Linked DNA regions of Mus musculus: all the other regions are linked to region 2. A link is a contact called in public promoter capture Hi-C and targeted proximity ligation data. All regions are on one chromosome and are shown on one strand. The core of a region is the stretch at or near the end of the contact, and the rest is flanking DNA. Distances in the headings are between cores, read along the strand shown. Region 1 holds the start of Tmem179b (transmembrane protein 179B). Region 2 holds the start of Men1 (multiple endocrine neoplasia 1). Region 3 holds the start of Rps6kb2 (ribosomal protein S6 kinase, polypeptide 2). Region 4 holds the start of Tcirg1 (T cell, immune regulator 1, ATPase, H+ transporting, lysosomal V0 protein A3). Region 5 holds the start of Ppp1ca (protein phosphatase 1 catalytic subunit alpha).

Region 1 (2,833 bases), core at 122-2,621, 2.4 Mb after region 2:
CTTCAGAGCAGCTGTGAAACAAGGTTAAAGAAACAAGTTGTGAGAAGGGGCGGGGAGGAGACGGACATGCTCTAAGCACATCTGTGTCCTCAGAGATAAGGGCCAGAGGAAGGGGATAAAGTAGGAACTTAAATGACTGACATGTCCCCTACAGAAGGACAGTCCCTGTCAGGCTTCCCTCCCTCTCCCGTTACCTAATTGTAAGGTTCAAGGAGATGATGGAATTGCAGAAAGAATTGGTGCCAAATCGAAGTATACAGGCAGACACTAAGATCAGGAAGATGGCTGTAGCTGAGATGGCCAAAGCAATTCGGAGCCCTATAGAACCTCTGAGAAAGAGAAAACAAGCTTGGTGGCCGAGGTGGGACTCATCTCAACCTCGGCCCTTTGTCATCAGTAGGGCAATCACCTGTGGGAGTCTTCGATGCAGCTGCTGTAGACCCAGAAGAAGAGAAGCAGAAGGCAGTAGAGTGCCAAGATGCCTGAAGCCCCAGCCACGAAGTAGCAGAGGGAAGGGGCTGAGGGACCTAACAAGGCCAGAGAGGAGCCATTGAGTGCAGCCACACCATACAAGGGACAGTTACCACCAAAGGAGCCCTGTGGAGAGAAGCTGTTAAGTCCATTTCAGTTCAGTACCCGAGATGTAGGTTTCTGTCATATGTAAGGACTAGTTCACAAGTTGAGATGAACGGGGAGACTGATGGATCTGCTGGGAACAAAATCTCAGGGCCCAGAAGGATCCGAATTCAAAAGGCTATAAATATAAGGAACCTAAGGGAAATCACAAGTTTGCCCTTCTCTGTGAGTAGGAGTTCTAAGTAAACGCTGACTTTGTGTGTCCCTTAACAATAAACTCTACTAATCTGTAAAAGTAGGTGTTTTAGACTCCTATAGTGATTCAAAGTATTCTATCACCAAAACTACCCAGCAGTAGGCAAGACTCAAATGTACACAGTTGTATGTTTCCTCACTTCACATACTTTGTTAACAATCACGATTTCTCTGCTACACTGTTTTTTTTTTTTTTCCACAAATGTTCCTATTACTGGGTGGATGCAGAGACGGCCTGTGTGTCTCAAAACCCTAGTAGCTTATGAAGCTCGACTGGAAGCTTGTCCAGTTCCTCTGGAGAGGAAACAACTTTGGAACGTTCTAACCCCAGGTCCAGTGTAGTCACCCTGTCCAACCCCCTACGCAAGCCTGCTGGACCCCAAGGCCAGCCCGCCCCCGCAGCCGCACCTGGGTCCGGGTCAGCGTCGCGGCCGCCAAAGCCCCGCACAGGAAGGCGGCAGTGAAGAGCAAGAGCTCAACTCGCTGCAACCAGGGCAGCGCCATGGCGCCCAGGCTACCAGGAAGACAACCACCCAAGCCCCGCCCACGAGCATAGACACGTCACTTCCGGGTGTGGCTTTATTCTCCGAGGCGCCGCAACCTCACAGCGGCAGGTACAGCGAGTAGTCGGAGAGCGCCCAGCGGCGGGCCGGGCGGCCGGTACGGCCGATCATGGGCAGCTTCTGCACGTAGCGGGACGCGGGGCTGGGCCCATATGGGGCAGGAAAGGCAGTTTGAAAGAGGCGCCCGCGGCAGCGCCGCCCGGCCTGACGCCCTGCGATTATAAACCGGAAGTGTGGGGCGCCACGGGGCGCGAAGCGGCTCTTCTGGAAGACGTCTCGCGTTCCCGCGCCGGGGCCCTGCTGACGAGGAGCACCCCGCGCCCGGTGTACGCGCGGTAGCGGCCTGCTCTCCGAGGCGGCGGTGGCGGTGGCGAGAGTCCCACCGCACGGGCTTTCGTCACCCTGAGGGCTGACCACGGCGCTGGCAGTCAGCTGCGGCATTTTCCGCACCGAATCCGGGGCAGCCGCAGGCTCCTTCTTGTCTCCGGGTGGTCGCGGGGCCGTGGGAGCAGGCTGGCCAGTGCCAAAGCGAGTGGCCAAGCTGTCACCAAAGAAGGAGTATAGCTCACGGTAGATGTCTGCCAGGGTCAAGGAAGAAGGGTCCTCTGGTCCCGCAACCCCTGATGGTGGCGGGAGACCAGACCCAAAACCTGTTTCGGAGCTGCCCCCGGGGGGAGATTCTTGTAGGAGAAGGCTGTCCCAAGGCAGGTCCTCCGCAGGACGGTACCCTCTCCCGCCAAGGCCACCGCGGTTGGGCTCTGCTGCCTGAGCTTTCATCTTCAATAGTCGTTCTACGGCCACCTGTAAACAGAGAGCTAAGAGGAACCTGGGCCCAAGAGCCATGGCAAAGTAAATCTGCTAAGCTCCTGCAGGAAAGAGAAGGTGGGACTGCTAACTCACCAGAATGGCTCCATACACTTTGTGCCCGTCCGCTTTGACCTGGGCATTAGATACGGAATAGTCATCCAGCACAGCCTGCAAGTTTGTCCAGTAAGTGGGCAGATGTGGGTAGAGGACTCGCTCCACTGCCTGGAATGCAAAGGACTGCAGTCAAGCAACCTTGTTCCAAATGCCCTCTTCAGTGCCCTTTCCCACAAAAGATCCACTCAATTTTTGACAGGGCTCAGTCCTCTATTTCCTTATTGACATATCCCACGTCTCTGGGATCTATTGTATGCATAAGCTTTTGGTAAGCATAAGGGATCAAAACATACAAATACATGCAATATTAAAAAGCCCCATTACTGGCATTTACTCTGAGCTATTTAGGCATAATTAAATCATTAAGACACAGAAATTGTTTGCAGACTGCTAGTAAATACAATCAGTAAGGAAGTGGTGTACTTGTTAGAGAAATGAGAGCTGAGTTTAGACCACACACATAAAAACAATACTGGGAGCCCAGACTGGGCCTTGAATTCATGAGAATTCCCTTTCTT
Region 2 (2,816 bases), core at 117-2,616:
TTTACACCTGTGTAAGGAGCTGCTCAGATGTGGAAAACAGAAAGATCACATATCCTTCTTTATGACTCTCTCTGTCTTCTTCCCTTTACACAGGCTCTCTCTCTGAACCTGCAGCTAGGTCGTTAGGCAGGAAGTCCCAAGACCCTCCTCCCTTTAACCCCCACACTGACCCCATTCCCCATCCATGCCCTATAATGCTAGGATTCCAAACGTATAAGTGAATTCTGGGTATTTGAACTCAGGTCCTCCTACTGGTACAACAAAAGGCTCTCAGCTGCTACATCATCTCCTCAGCTTCATCTATTGAGGTCTTGGTCTCAGACAAAAAGACTTCGTTTTGGAAACAGGGTCATTACAGACTTCGTGAATTAAGATGAGGTCATGAAGCCTTGTGGGAGGGGTGGTGCCATGTGGACTGGTGGTGAACATCTATAATCCCAGCATGGTGGAGGCTGAGGCAGGAATATTGTGAGTCTGTGGCCAGTCTGAACTAAAAAGCAAGATCCTGTCTAAGGTAAAACTGACCTTGAACTTCCTGATTTTTTTTTTCTTTTCTTTCCTTAATTTTATTTTACCTATGTGTGTGCATAAGGTGCCTGCTTGGAGCCTGCAGAGGACAGCAGAGAACATTGGACCTCCTAAAGTGGGGCTAAAGACCCAGTTGTGAGCAAACATGTACATACTGGGAACGCAGGGTCCTGAGCCAGAGCCGCCAGGGCTCTTAACTCTGAGTCATCTCTGAAGTCCACCCTGAGTTCCTTGCCTCTAATTTCAAGGACTGGTATTGGATCATAGACCAGTCTTGCCTTGAGCTCACCAAAATCCTTCTGCCTCCGCCGTACTGTGTTCAGCCTTGCATTCTTTTTAGGTGTGGATGTTTCGTCTGCCTTTTTATGTGTGTGCACCAAGTCAAGCTTGGTGGAGGTCAGAGAAAAGCATGGGTCCTCTGGAAGTGGAGTTACAGATGGTGAGCCACAATGTGGGTGTGGGGACCTAAACTTGATCCCAGGTCCTTTGCAAAAGCAACAAGTGCTCTGAACAGCTGAACCAGGTCTCCAGCCTCCTTGTAGTGTTTTAGAGCAACAGTTTCCCTCACATCTTAAACTGGCCATAATACACACTGCAGGGGCGCTACTGCGCCTGAGTTTAATCCTAGGACTACAATCTCCCAGAAGTCACGGAGGAACTTCTTCTGGCGTGATCCTAGATGACCAATCGTTGAGGAGCTCAGCTTACCCGCCCTGGAGCAGCAGGACTACTTCTTCCATAAGCCATTGCGGGTTTGGCTGTCATTTTCAGATTTAGAGAGGGCCGGGTGAGCAAGGACTCCCCATTTCCCAGCAGGCAGTGCGGCCATAGGAGGCGCGGGACTTCATTTCCCAGCAGGCTTCAGGCGGCGGGCGCCGCGGTGCCTTGTGTGGGATGTAAGCGCGGAGGTGGGCGCGGGGGACCGAAGCCGGGACTCTCCTTGGGACTTGTGGGAGGCTGGTTTGGGTTTGCCTTCTGGACAGGCTCCAGAGGGCCGGGTAGAGATTGTAGGGACTGGAGGGGCGGCCTTTGAGGGTCCCCAATAGGTCTTTGGGAGCAGCCTCATCGGGGCTGGGGGTCCCGGAATTGTAAGGAACTAGAAGGCCCTATATAGCCTTGGTTGAAGGGTCTCAGAAACCGAGCCGCCGCCCGTGAGCACAGGACGAAGCGGCTGGCGAAGCAGAATTGTGGCGGAGGGTAGAGCCTTAGCCGAGCCTGGGAGGGGGCTCTCTCGCCGAGCCCGACCCTCCCTCCCTCGGCTCGCCCGCAGGCCACCGCCCGCCGCCATGGGGCTGAAGGCCGCCCAGAAGACGCTGTTCCCTCTGCGCTCTATCGACGACGTGGTGCGCCTGTTTGCTGCAGAGCTGGGCCGAGAGGAGCCTGACCTGGTGCTCCTGTCCTTGGTCCTGGGCTTCGTGGAGCATTTCCTGGCTGTCAACCGTGTCATCCCCACCAACGTGCCGGAGCTCACCTTCCAGCCCAGCCCCGCACCCGACCCTCCTGGTGGCCTCACCTACTTCCCGGTGGCCGACCTATCCATCATTGCTGCCCTCTATGCCCGATTCACCGCTCAGATCCGCGGCGCTGTGGACCTCTCCCTCTATCCTCGAGAGGGAGGTGTTTCTAGTCGCGAACTGGTAAAAAAGGTCTCGGATGTCATATGGAACAGCCTCAGCCGCTCCTACTTCAAGGACCGGGCCCACATCCAGTCCCTCTTCAGCTTCATCACAGGTTGGAGTCAGACAGGTGGTCAGGAGAGCAAATGAGTGTTGTCTTACCTCTTCTCATGTCTGAACAATATGGCTTATAGCCCTTTTGAGACTTGTAAACCTTGTGTGGTGGGGCAGGTATTATTTCTCCTTCGCAGTTGTGGAAAGAGAATTCTGAAGAGGGGAATGTCAGAATGACAGGGCTGAGACTGGAACCTGGTCATTTGGTGCCAGCTTTTACTCCCCAGTCTTTCAACAGTCCCAGCCCTGCCATTGAATAGCCAGAGGGATCTGGCAGCCCAACATATGGGGAAAGAAGGTGGTAGCAGACTGGGGAGGTAGGACAAATGGGTGGGTACATTTGAGACAATTAAGATTATACCTTTGAAAATATTTTGAAAGGAAGCACGGGCTTGACTAAGGACAAAGTGCTTCAGCTCTCCGTGCAATGTACTGAGCAAGCATCTGAGGCCTCTTGTGAGCTTTGAGGAAAAAAGTGCAGAGATAAATCAGAACATGAAGAAGGGAGGGGTGGGGGTTCGTGGGGTCATGGGCTTGCTCTCCTTGACACAGTCTGAT
Region 3 (3,070 bases), core at 211-2,710, 2.2 Mb before region 2:
GTTCAGCTCAACTTGACCCTGCTGACACACTGAGCCACACAATTCTTTGTCGTGGGTTCCTGTTGCGCTGCATCCTGGGCTTCTATTCACAGAATGCCAACAGTACTGCCTGTCCTCATGAGTCCTGACAATCAAAGCTTGCCATATGTGCCCTAGCAGGCCAGCTTCTTCCATCCAAGAATTACTCCAAAATCGTATGTATGACAATAGATGCTAAGTCAGCAAGTGTCAAGATAAGGACTGTCTTTATCATGTTTCCGGCTGTCTTCCCGAGACCTGGCACAGGCTGATGGGGATGGCAGCTACTCTGTCTCTGCTGGCTAAGCGAGTGACTCACCTTCCTTAAGACCTTCATGGCATATATTTTTCCCAAGTTGGTGCCTTGCACTTTTCTCACCTGGAACACCTGTAGGGCAGGGGAGACAGGATTAACTTCTCTGACCACACCCCACCTTCAAGGTTGCCCCACCCTAAAGGGACCAAAAGGTCTAAACTCAGCTTAAGGGTGGAACAGTAAAGATCTCCATCAGATTTTGAAAGGATATGCCCTTCCTTCCCCCAGGTCTCCAGCTCTGAATTCCATCAGAGACTCCGTACATTTACAAGCCTATTGGGTGTGAAGGATAGTATGCTGTCTCAGGCTAGAGCTGAGGTCGCCAGGGAGAGAGGGATGTTAGTACCTTGCCATAGCCCCCCTTGCCCAGTACACTCAGTAGCTCAAAGCAGTGGGGCCCGATGCGCTCAGGACCCAGGTTCACGCTGCTCTCTGTCAGCTCTACTTCTTCATAGTGTCCCACTGTCCTAAAGACAGAATAAGTTAATGAGGGAAAGGCTCTAGTGTACTCCAAGTCCCGACCCCTACTCCATACCCCCACCCCCCAAGCAAGACCCTCACTCACTCCAGGCCAGCAGCCCTTAATTCGCCAAGGGGACACACGTCCTGTGAGAAACCAAGTAATAAGAACCATGGGAGGTGCCAGAATACCTCCTCCCAACCTAGGCTCAACTGCTTGGCCCAGGGGAGAGGACCAAGGATAGAAGACAGGAGCAGGGATGGGGAAAGGTTGGGAAGGAGAGACCAAGGATAGAAAAGGAAAGATTGGGTCCAGGGGCTGGGGCTGGGGTTGGGGTTGGGGCTGGATCTGGGTTTGTAGGGGTCACAAACCACTCAGAGTTGGGAGCGCCAGGGTTTTGGTTAACCAGCCGGGCTCCCGGGTCCAGTCGCGCCCGGAGAGAAACACTCACCGCAGGGCTGAACTCCGGTTCGCCCTCGCCCTCGCTCCCTTCCTCGGTCTCCAAGTCTAAATCAAATACGGCCGCCATGGCCCCGCCGGTCCCGCGGGACCCTTGGCCCGGACCAGGCAGAACTCTGACTGACAGCACCGGGCTGTGCCTACGTCATTTCTCCGCGACAGCAGCCGCTCGCTCTGTTGACGCAATAGCTTCACCCACTCTCAAGTCGAGTGGGAAGAAAAGATGGCGCCTGTCGGAAAGCCTCTCGGGAGTCGTAGTTCCAGACATCTGGACCTCCCATCCTGCAAGCCTTATGAATAGAATAGGCTTTACTAGACCATCTTCCTTGTCGGTTTCTCCTGGGCCAGCTCTCGCCCCGAGCCGCGCGCACAGAGGCTCCCATTTTGACTCTGGAGCAAGTTCAAGATTTAATGGGCAGAATTACAGATGCATGAACGTTTAAGTGGCAACTCCTCAGCCCTTCTTAGTGCTGTGAGCTGCCCAGAAAGAAAACTTGTGTCTGTTCGGTTGTATTAGGGGACAGTAAGCTGTATTAGGGACACTCCATACAACCTCCCTGAAGCTCACAGACCCTGCAGGTCTGACATTTTCTGGGCGACTGCCTGGGCTTTGTTTCAAGGCTCCCTTTCTGAAGGGCTCAACACACCTAAATATGGACTTTTGCTAATGTATGCATACCGAGTATTTGAGCTGCCTAGTTCAGAATAGATATTTTAATAGAATATAGTTGAAAGGATGGATGAGAACTGGCGAGATGGTTCAGCGGGTAAAATCACTTGCCATACAAATGGCAAGTGACTGCTGGGGTTCGATCCCAAACGAAGCCTGTCCATTTCTATTGGAGTCTGTCTGGATAGCTTTTCCATTGCACACGGGATGCCCACTGAGGTATAGGATATGAACTCAGATGAACAAAATTTAGGGGTATCCAGGTCTGCAGAGGGATTACTGCCTGAATATGATTTAGGATTATAATTCAAGAAAAAAAAATCTCAAACATACATGTAGATATAAGGTAAGCCCGTAGCAAAGGTCAACCCTGGGGCCCAGCCAATGGGGTGCTTTCTACCTCTCCCTCCCACTTCCCAGCTCCCCACCTACTGAACCTGGGAGGGGAGCACTAGCTAAAACACTGGACTCCGGATACTTCACTAGTTAACAAGTCTTTATTTAGGTAGGCAGGTTTCAGGAGCTGTCCTCGGCTCCTGAGCAAAGACAGGTGTTTTCAGAGTAGCTAGCTCCCTAAAATGAGGAAAGGTGTACACAGAAGTCCCAGGGCCAAGCTAGCTAGGAATGCCAGAGGCCAAAGCAACAAAGCTGGTAGAGATCGTGTGTGGTGTATGGGAGGCAGGTGTTTAGGAGTCTGAGTGCTGCCTATAAATGAAGATAGAAAGGAGAGAGGACCTGGAGGCTAACTGAGCGTTTAAAACAGTAAACAGAGAAGGTTGGCCTTGGCATTCTGTCTACATCCACTATAATAGGAACTTGGAGGCAGTCTTTTTTTTTTTTTCTCTCTCTGAGCCTGCTTCCTCATCTGTAACATAGGGGCACTAGGGTCTGCCTGAAAGCATGAAGGGAAATGTTTACTCCTAGTGCTGAGCACAGACATTTGCTTCTACTGCTCAGGCCAACAGACACAGTGAAGCACGGCCAGACATTTTCAGCAGGCTCTACAACTGTCCTGGGTTTTGCATAAAGGCTAGTGTGCTAATCTCCCATTTCATGGCCTTTGTCCAAGGCTAGGGGCTGGTGAAGGTTCTCTCCTTGTGTAGGTGACAGGAAGAGCTGGACCTAGGCGGTGGAGGGGTAAGAGAGG
Region 4 (2,967 bases), core at 157-2,656, 2.4 Mb before region 2:
CCAGCAGACCACTTCCTCCCTAGGTCTGGTTTACTTAAGGGGAAACCACAGTCCTGTCCCCAGCTTGGGAAAGGAAAGAATTCAGATGGTAGTCAAGGGCTTCAGAAGAGCCAGGCCCTGCACAGGCAGGGGTGAGCAGGGAGGGCTGGGTGCACAGAGCCAGGGACTAAGTCTCTAGGGTCCTCCCCAAATTGTAAGCAGCTATGTGACACTGGGTAAGTCACTTGCCCTCTCTGGGCCTGTTTCCTCTTTGATTGAATTGGCCACCCCTGGCAGGAAAGATGTGAGTGAGGAGATAAACGAAAAATCAGACTCCCCACATCTTACTTCTTTCTATAAACACCCCTTCCCCCCAATTCCTAGTGGACAACCCAGCCTTACGATTTTTTTGTTTGTCCGTTTTTCAAGAAAGGATTTCTCTGTGTAGCCTTGACTGTCCTGGAACTGGCTCTGGGGATCAGACTGGCCTTGAACTCAGAGATCAGCCCACCTCTGCCTCCTGAGTGCTGGGATTAAAGGCTTGTGCTACCACCACTCCTCCTATCCTGGCCTTAATTTATAAATGGGCCAACCCAGGTGGAGTAAGGTGAAGTCTAAGGTCACATGGCCAACTAGAACCACACCACAGAGGGGTCTGTCCCAGACAGAGGGACGCTGCTCTGACTTGGCACATCCTGCCTAGTCCCAGCGCCATAACCACCAGCACTCGGGTGCTCCAGCCAAGGGATGCTAGACATGTACATGCAAGACAAACGGAAGTTCCCCCATGCTCCCTGCAGACAGTCCACATTACATACCTTGATTTTGTTACTAGGTCCTGTCCTGTAATCTGCGAGCTAGACCCACACACACCACTCGCGATCTGGCCTTCCCCTGAGGCCCCGGTGTTCTGCCTTACTCCTGCACCCCCTTTCCTAGTCTTCCTTCAACCCCTGCCTTTTCTCCCAGACCCTGCTCTTCGGAGGATGAGGAGAGGGGCTGGAGTCTGCCTTGAGCCCGGCCACTTCCTAGTAGGATGGCTTCCGTTTCCTCATCTGTAGAATGGGTCCCTCGTTCAGAGCCAGACGCAGCAGGGGCCTCCATGAGCTCAGGCTCTGAAGTTTCCCGGAGCTAGCAACCTATCCTCTGCTTCTCCTTGCGGCCTGCCTGCATCCCAGACTGCCTGACACGGTCGCGTGGCCTCTGAGTTGCCTCCACCCGGAGTCGGGCAGGGCGCCTGGACCCTTGTCCAGGCGGAGGAAGAAGCAGTTGGTAGGCAGGGCTGGGGTTCCTCAGTTTAGCAGGACACTCACCCAGGTGGACTCTTCGCTCAACTTCGGCTTAGGATCTGAGCCCGCCCTCCGGCCAGTGCAGCTCACTCCAGCTTCGAAATACCGGAGTGGGTGTGGCCTGTGACGGCCTGCCCACTGCCCGCCCTGTCCCGCCCCCCACTGAGTTCGGGCGCGGGGTGGGGGTGGGGGTGAGGGCGGTGTCTGGACGCCCCGGAATCGTTTAATCCCGGGAATCGGGAGATAACCGACAAAAAAATCCCGATAATCGGGAGATGACAGGTAGGACCTTAAGGATAGGCCACCTTCACCTTCCTAGTACGTACAATCTGCTTCAAGCTACTTCGCTATTGTGCAAGATCGGCTGCTACCCAACCTCACCCAGCTCAGACTATGCTGGGTAAGGGTGGGCCCACGCTATGGGCCCCTCTCCACTGGCAGCAGGGTGTTGGTTGGGCCAGTCTCTGCGGAGGAACTTGACCCAGGAGCCTGGAGACTCCAGAAGTGCCTCAACCTCCTTCCTAGCCCTTGAGGTATGGAAACTGGGATTCAGGACCATTCAGCTGCCTGTACTTTGGACAGGCTGGACTGTACCCAATGGGGACCAGAGGGACAAGGGGCCCCTCAGCTGTGCTGACCCTTGAGCCCCATTCAATAAACAAGGGCTCTAATGTGTGGGGGGAGTATAGAATGGAAGCCTAAGGCAACCTGAAAACTGAGTCGAAGTGGGTAGGTATCCCCAGAAAACAGGTATGACATGGGTCTGAGGTGACTTGGTGAGGACCCTCACACAAGTGTACCAGGGGGCACAAGCCAGTGCTCTTCACTGTGGGGGAACAGACAACAGACGGGCCATAAAGCTGTAGTTGTGAATACAGTAGAAGTGTACATAAGAATAGGAGAACCAAGCTAGCAGCAGTCCCGTCCCCCCCCCCACACACACAATGTGTGTGTGCCCACACAGGGTCGGGGTAGAGGTGAGGGCGGTGTCTGAAACGGTAACAAGTATAACACCCACACTTGGGAGGAGTCAGAGAACTTAGTGGGCAAAGGGGATGTAGTAGCCAGAGGCAAGGCCAGCTCAGAGGCAGCAGGACCTATGTCATTCCCTTGTGACTGTCACCCCCTAGCAAGCTTCCTGTTCCCCAAAGGACACCCTGACCTTAGGGATGTTGGGTGCAAGTGTGCGGCTACACTCCCCGTGCAGGCACCCATGGAGGCCTGAGGTGAGCAGCAGGAATTTTCCTCAGTTGGCCACCTGTTGCACTCAGTTTTTGAGCCAGTCTCTCTCACTGAACCTGAAACTTGCCATTTTGATTAAGTTTGGCTAGCCAGGGACTCTGGGATCCACTTGACTCCATCCTCCAGCAGAGGGTCACAGACATGTGGCCACACTAAGCTTTTCTGTGCAATCTCAGGATAAGAATAACTCATTTACTCAGCCTCCTTCCTACTCAGCCTCCTCCTGAGGCTCTTGATGGACTCAAGCAGAGCCTGGAAAGGATCCAAGTCCAAACTGTAGCGATGGACAGCCAAGAAAACAGAAGACCTGGACCTCACCTCTCAGACACCCAACACCAATGGGGACAACAGGCCCCTGGTGACCTGCACTGCCAGGCTGTGGGAAAAAGCCCAGATGTGTGATACGGTTCTGGGTAGTATTGCCGATCACAAAGAGGCCTGGTAGGCCTGTGCACCA
Region 5 (2,861 bases), core at 175-2,674, 2.1 Mb before region 2:
TAGGGAGCTAGAATCATCCTGTAGTTCTGATAACAAGTCCTCTCCCAGGGCCTGGGCCATTCTGCCCTGGACCCCAGTGTCACAGGCTGCAAGACATACAGAGAGCCAGTGTGAACAGCCAGACTCAGGCTGGGGATTCCAGCCACCAGTCCTCAGTCACAGGGGACTAAGCCCCCTCTTTTGCTGGGGAGTCGGGTAGACCCTGAGACCAAGTCTCTGTGCAGAGCCCCAGCCCCAAGCCTGGCCCCTACCCCAGCAGCCCGGCTCACCTCCTTGCTGCACCTCACCTCTTCTTCTCACTTCCTCCTCAGTCTCAGCTCAGCAGCTTGCTGGGGGCCCCTCCCTGGTGGGGGGACTCCCCCCTTCCTCTGTGAGGTTCTTCCTGCTTGCCCTAGTGCCAGAGCCACGACCTCCTCCCATCCAGAGGATGCTGGGTGTATTGATTCCCTGGCTGGCCCAAATTGAAGATGACAGGCCACCTTCAGTTTTACCAAGTAAAACCAATTTATGGTTCCAATAATAATTATCCTTTAATGTCATCCCACCCCTCCAACCCCCTGCCCCGGGTTTTTTGTTTTGTTTTGTTTTGAGAGTGAAGGGGTAGTGTGAGAACAGGGTCTTATGTAGCCCAGACAGGAGATGACCCTGAACTTCTGATCCTCCTGTGTCCAGACTCCTGAGTGCAGGAATTTCAGGCACTGGAATTATAGGTTTACGACACCAAGCCTACTTTAATGTTCCTTCCAGAGCCGGAGCTGGAACCTCAGGCCTTGCACATGCTAGACAAGTCCAAGTACTCTACAAAGGACTTACAACATGAACGAGATACAACGTATTACATCACTTATGGAAAAAAAATGGACGTAGCAGGCACCAAGGCAACCTGGACCAAAACACTGCTTAGAGTTCAGTAGCAGGTGTTCATGGGTCTGGCCATAAAGATGGAGGTGAATGTGAGGCTCCGGAGGTCTGGAGCCCACTCTCAGTATCATTAAGCCTTAGTTTCTTTTTCTGCACTTCGAGGAATTTATTTAGTGTTTGAGAAGTCAGCGATTAACATGCTCATACCACAGTCCCACGCAGGGCTGGGGTGGGAGAGACTTGGAAAGAGAAAAACAATTCCTACAGTACTTCCGGCCCTAACTCATCTGAACGCGGCAGGGCGATTCCTCCAGGGTGGAGCCGACCTAACCCCGCCCTACCGAACCCCGGCTCACCACCCCTGCCAGCCCCGCCCGCTCGCCCGAGGCCCTCTCGGGCTGCGGAGCTTCCCGTCCAGGGGAGGCGCTAGAGAGCGGGGAACTACGGACGCGGCAGGGCGGGGCGGGGCGGTCGACCGAAGAGGAGGGGCGGCGGGCCGGGGGCGGGCTGGGGAGGGCGGAAGGAGAGCCAGGCCGGAAGGAGGCTGTAAGAGGGCGGGAGGCAGGAGAGGGCCCGGAGCTGGTGGGCCGGAGCGGCGGCGCCGCCATGTCCGACAGCGAGAAGCTCAACCTGGACTCCATCATCGGGCGCCTGCTGGAAGGTGGGCAGGGGTAGGGAAGGTGCGCTCGCGCCGAGCCCGGGCCCCTCGCCGTCTGGAAGTGGCGCGCGGGCGGCCCGCCGCTCCCGGGGGCTAGCGTCGCTTGGGCGGGGACAGGCCGTGAGGATCCATGGCCACGGCACCCCCCCCCCCCGCGGGCGCCTGGGCTTTGGAGCGCGCTCAGAGGCCGGGGGTGCACGAGTGCCCGGGACTCAGGGTGAGGCTCCTGCGAAGCTAGCTGGGAAGGGATCCCGAAGCGAGGAAGCTTCGGCTGACAGGCTGCTGAGCACAGGCGTTTCTCTGGAGGCCCTCCGGGTGGCTAAGGGGTCGGATCTTGCCTTTGAAGGCCTGACGCAAAGGTTTCGGGGTGAGGGGGTGGGGGCTCACTTGCAACAGTTGCCCCTGTTAGGGGGGCGCGACACCTACCCTCGTCCGGTCTGCGAGGTCAGGGTCCCAAGACCCTATTCCGTACTCAGTGCAGGGCTCACGGCCTGGGAAGAACGTGCAGCTGACAGAGAACGAGATCCGTGGTCTGTGCCTCAAATCCCGGGAGATTTTCCTGAGCCAGCCCATTCTTCTGGAGCTTGAGGCGCCCCTCAAGATCTGTGGTAAATCCTTGCACAGAACCCTTTTGCTTCCTGAAAATAGCCCCTACTCGTGCCCCATTAACCGTGTTCCTCCACCCTTTAACCTATTGCTGGCCCTGGGGTCAAGTTTACATCTTGCACCTACCTAGTTTTCTCTGGTTCCCAGGTGACATCCATGGCCAGTACTATGACCTTCTACGGCTGTTTGAGTATGGTGGCTTCCCTCCAGAGAGCAACTACCTCTTCTTGGGGGATTATGTAGATCGGGGCAAGCAGTCTTTGGAGACCATCTGCCTGTTGCTGGCCTATAAGATCAGATACCCGGAGAATTTCTTTCTACTTCGTGGGAACCATGAGTGTGCCAGCATCAACCGCATTTATGGCTTCTATGATGAATGTAAGTGCTTTGAATGTTGCTGTCTGCCCAGAACTACATTCCCTGCTCTTCATGGGCCCCCTACATTGGTCTAGTGCCAAAAGACCCCCAATGATGAGCCCTGTAGGGCCCCAGCAACACGTCTGTCGTCCTTGGCGCTCAGGAGGGGCCTGGTGAATGGATGTACATGCAGGGCTGCCCATTTGCTAAAGCCACAGCCCTGCCTGATGACACCCCCTTCTAGTACATTCCTTAGTAAACATTTAGGATGCCTGTATGAATAAAACAGACCCACTCCTGGTTTGGCCTCATCCATGGGACCAGAGTGGGTACCACCATCATGGTTGGGCCAGACGAGTTCAGGTGTTGGAATTCTGGA

The links. Promoter capture Hi-C pulls out the DNA fragments that hold promoters and counts their contacts.
Region 1: a contact with region 2 is called in a promoter capture Hi-C map of cranial neural crest.
Region 3: a targeted proximity ligation map of astrocytes shows a contact between it and region 2, with 4 times the contacts expected there. A contact is called at or near these places in 1 of 39 promoter capture datasets (pre-B cells), 1 of 484 Hi-C or Micro-C datasets (B cells) and 1 of 130 datasets of targeted methods (astrocytes).
Region 4: a contact with region 2 is called in a targeted proximity ligation map of bone marrow-derived dendritic cells, with 7 times the contacts expected there. A contact is called at or near these places in 1 of 484 Hi-C or Micro-C datasets (B cells), 1 of 130 datasets of targeted methods (bone marrow-derived dendritic cells) and 1 of 9 other capture datasets (liver).
Region 5: a promoter capture Hi-C map of liver shows a contact between it and region 2, with 7 times the contacts expected there. A contact is called at or near these places in 1 of 39 promoter capture datasets (liver), 1 of 130 datasets of targeted methods (astrocytes) and 1 of 9 other capture datasets (liver).

What each region holds. Positions count from the first base shown.
Region 1 is chr19:8,773,096-8,775,928 of GRCm38.p6, forward strand. It overlaps Tmem179b (transmembrane protein 179B), which reads right to left and starts at 1,372. Exons shown (of 5, transcript NM_026325.3): 1 at 1,240-1,372; 2 at 410-597; 3 at 195-329; 4 at 1-11. The coding sequence starts at 1,335. Taf6l (TATA-box binding protein associated factor 6 like) reads right to left here. Exons shown (of 12, transcript NM_146092.2): 11 at 2,295-2,423; 12 at 1,259-2,195. The coding sequence ends at 1,434. It also overlaps the pseudogene Gm2518.
Region 2 is chr19:6,333,647-6,336,462 of GRCm38.p6, forward strand. It overlaps Men1 (multiple endocrine neoplasia 1), which reads left to right and starts at 1,367. Exons shown (of 10, transcript NM_001168489.1): 1 at 1,367-1,436; 2 at 1,799-2,259. The coding sequence starts at 1,815.
Region 3 is chr19:4,161,923-4,164,992 of GRCm38.p6, forward strand. Rps6kb2 (ribosomal protein S6 kinase, polypeptide 2) reads right to left here and starts at 1,461. Exons shown (of 15, transcript NM_021485.3): 1 at 1,246-1,461; 2 at 900-940; 3 at 681-801; 4 at 338-406. The coding sequence starts at 1,323. It overlaps Carns1 (carnosine synthase 1), which reads right to left. Exons shown (of 10, transcript NM_134148.2): 10 at 2,402-3,070.
Region 4 is chr19:3,905,727-3,908,693 of GRCm38.p6, forward strand. It overlaps Tcirg1 (T cell, immune regulator 1, ATPase, H+ transporting, lysosomal V0 protein A3), which reads right to left and starts at 1,407. Exons shown (of 20, transcript NM_001136091.2): 1 at 1,293-1,407.
Region 5 is chr19:4,190,750-4,193,610 of GRCm38.p6, forward strand. It overlaps Ppp1ca (protein phosphatase 1 catalytic subunit alpha), which reads left to right and starts at 1,425. Exons shown (of 7, transcript NM_031868.2): 1 at 1,425-1,522; 2 at 1,996-2,127; 3 at 2,273-2,503. The coding sequence starts at 1,468. It overlaps Tbc1d10c (TBC1 domain family, member 10c), which reads right to left and starts at 298. Exons shown (of 10, transcript NM_178650.3): 1 at 270-298; 2 at 1-86. The coding sequence starts at 60.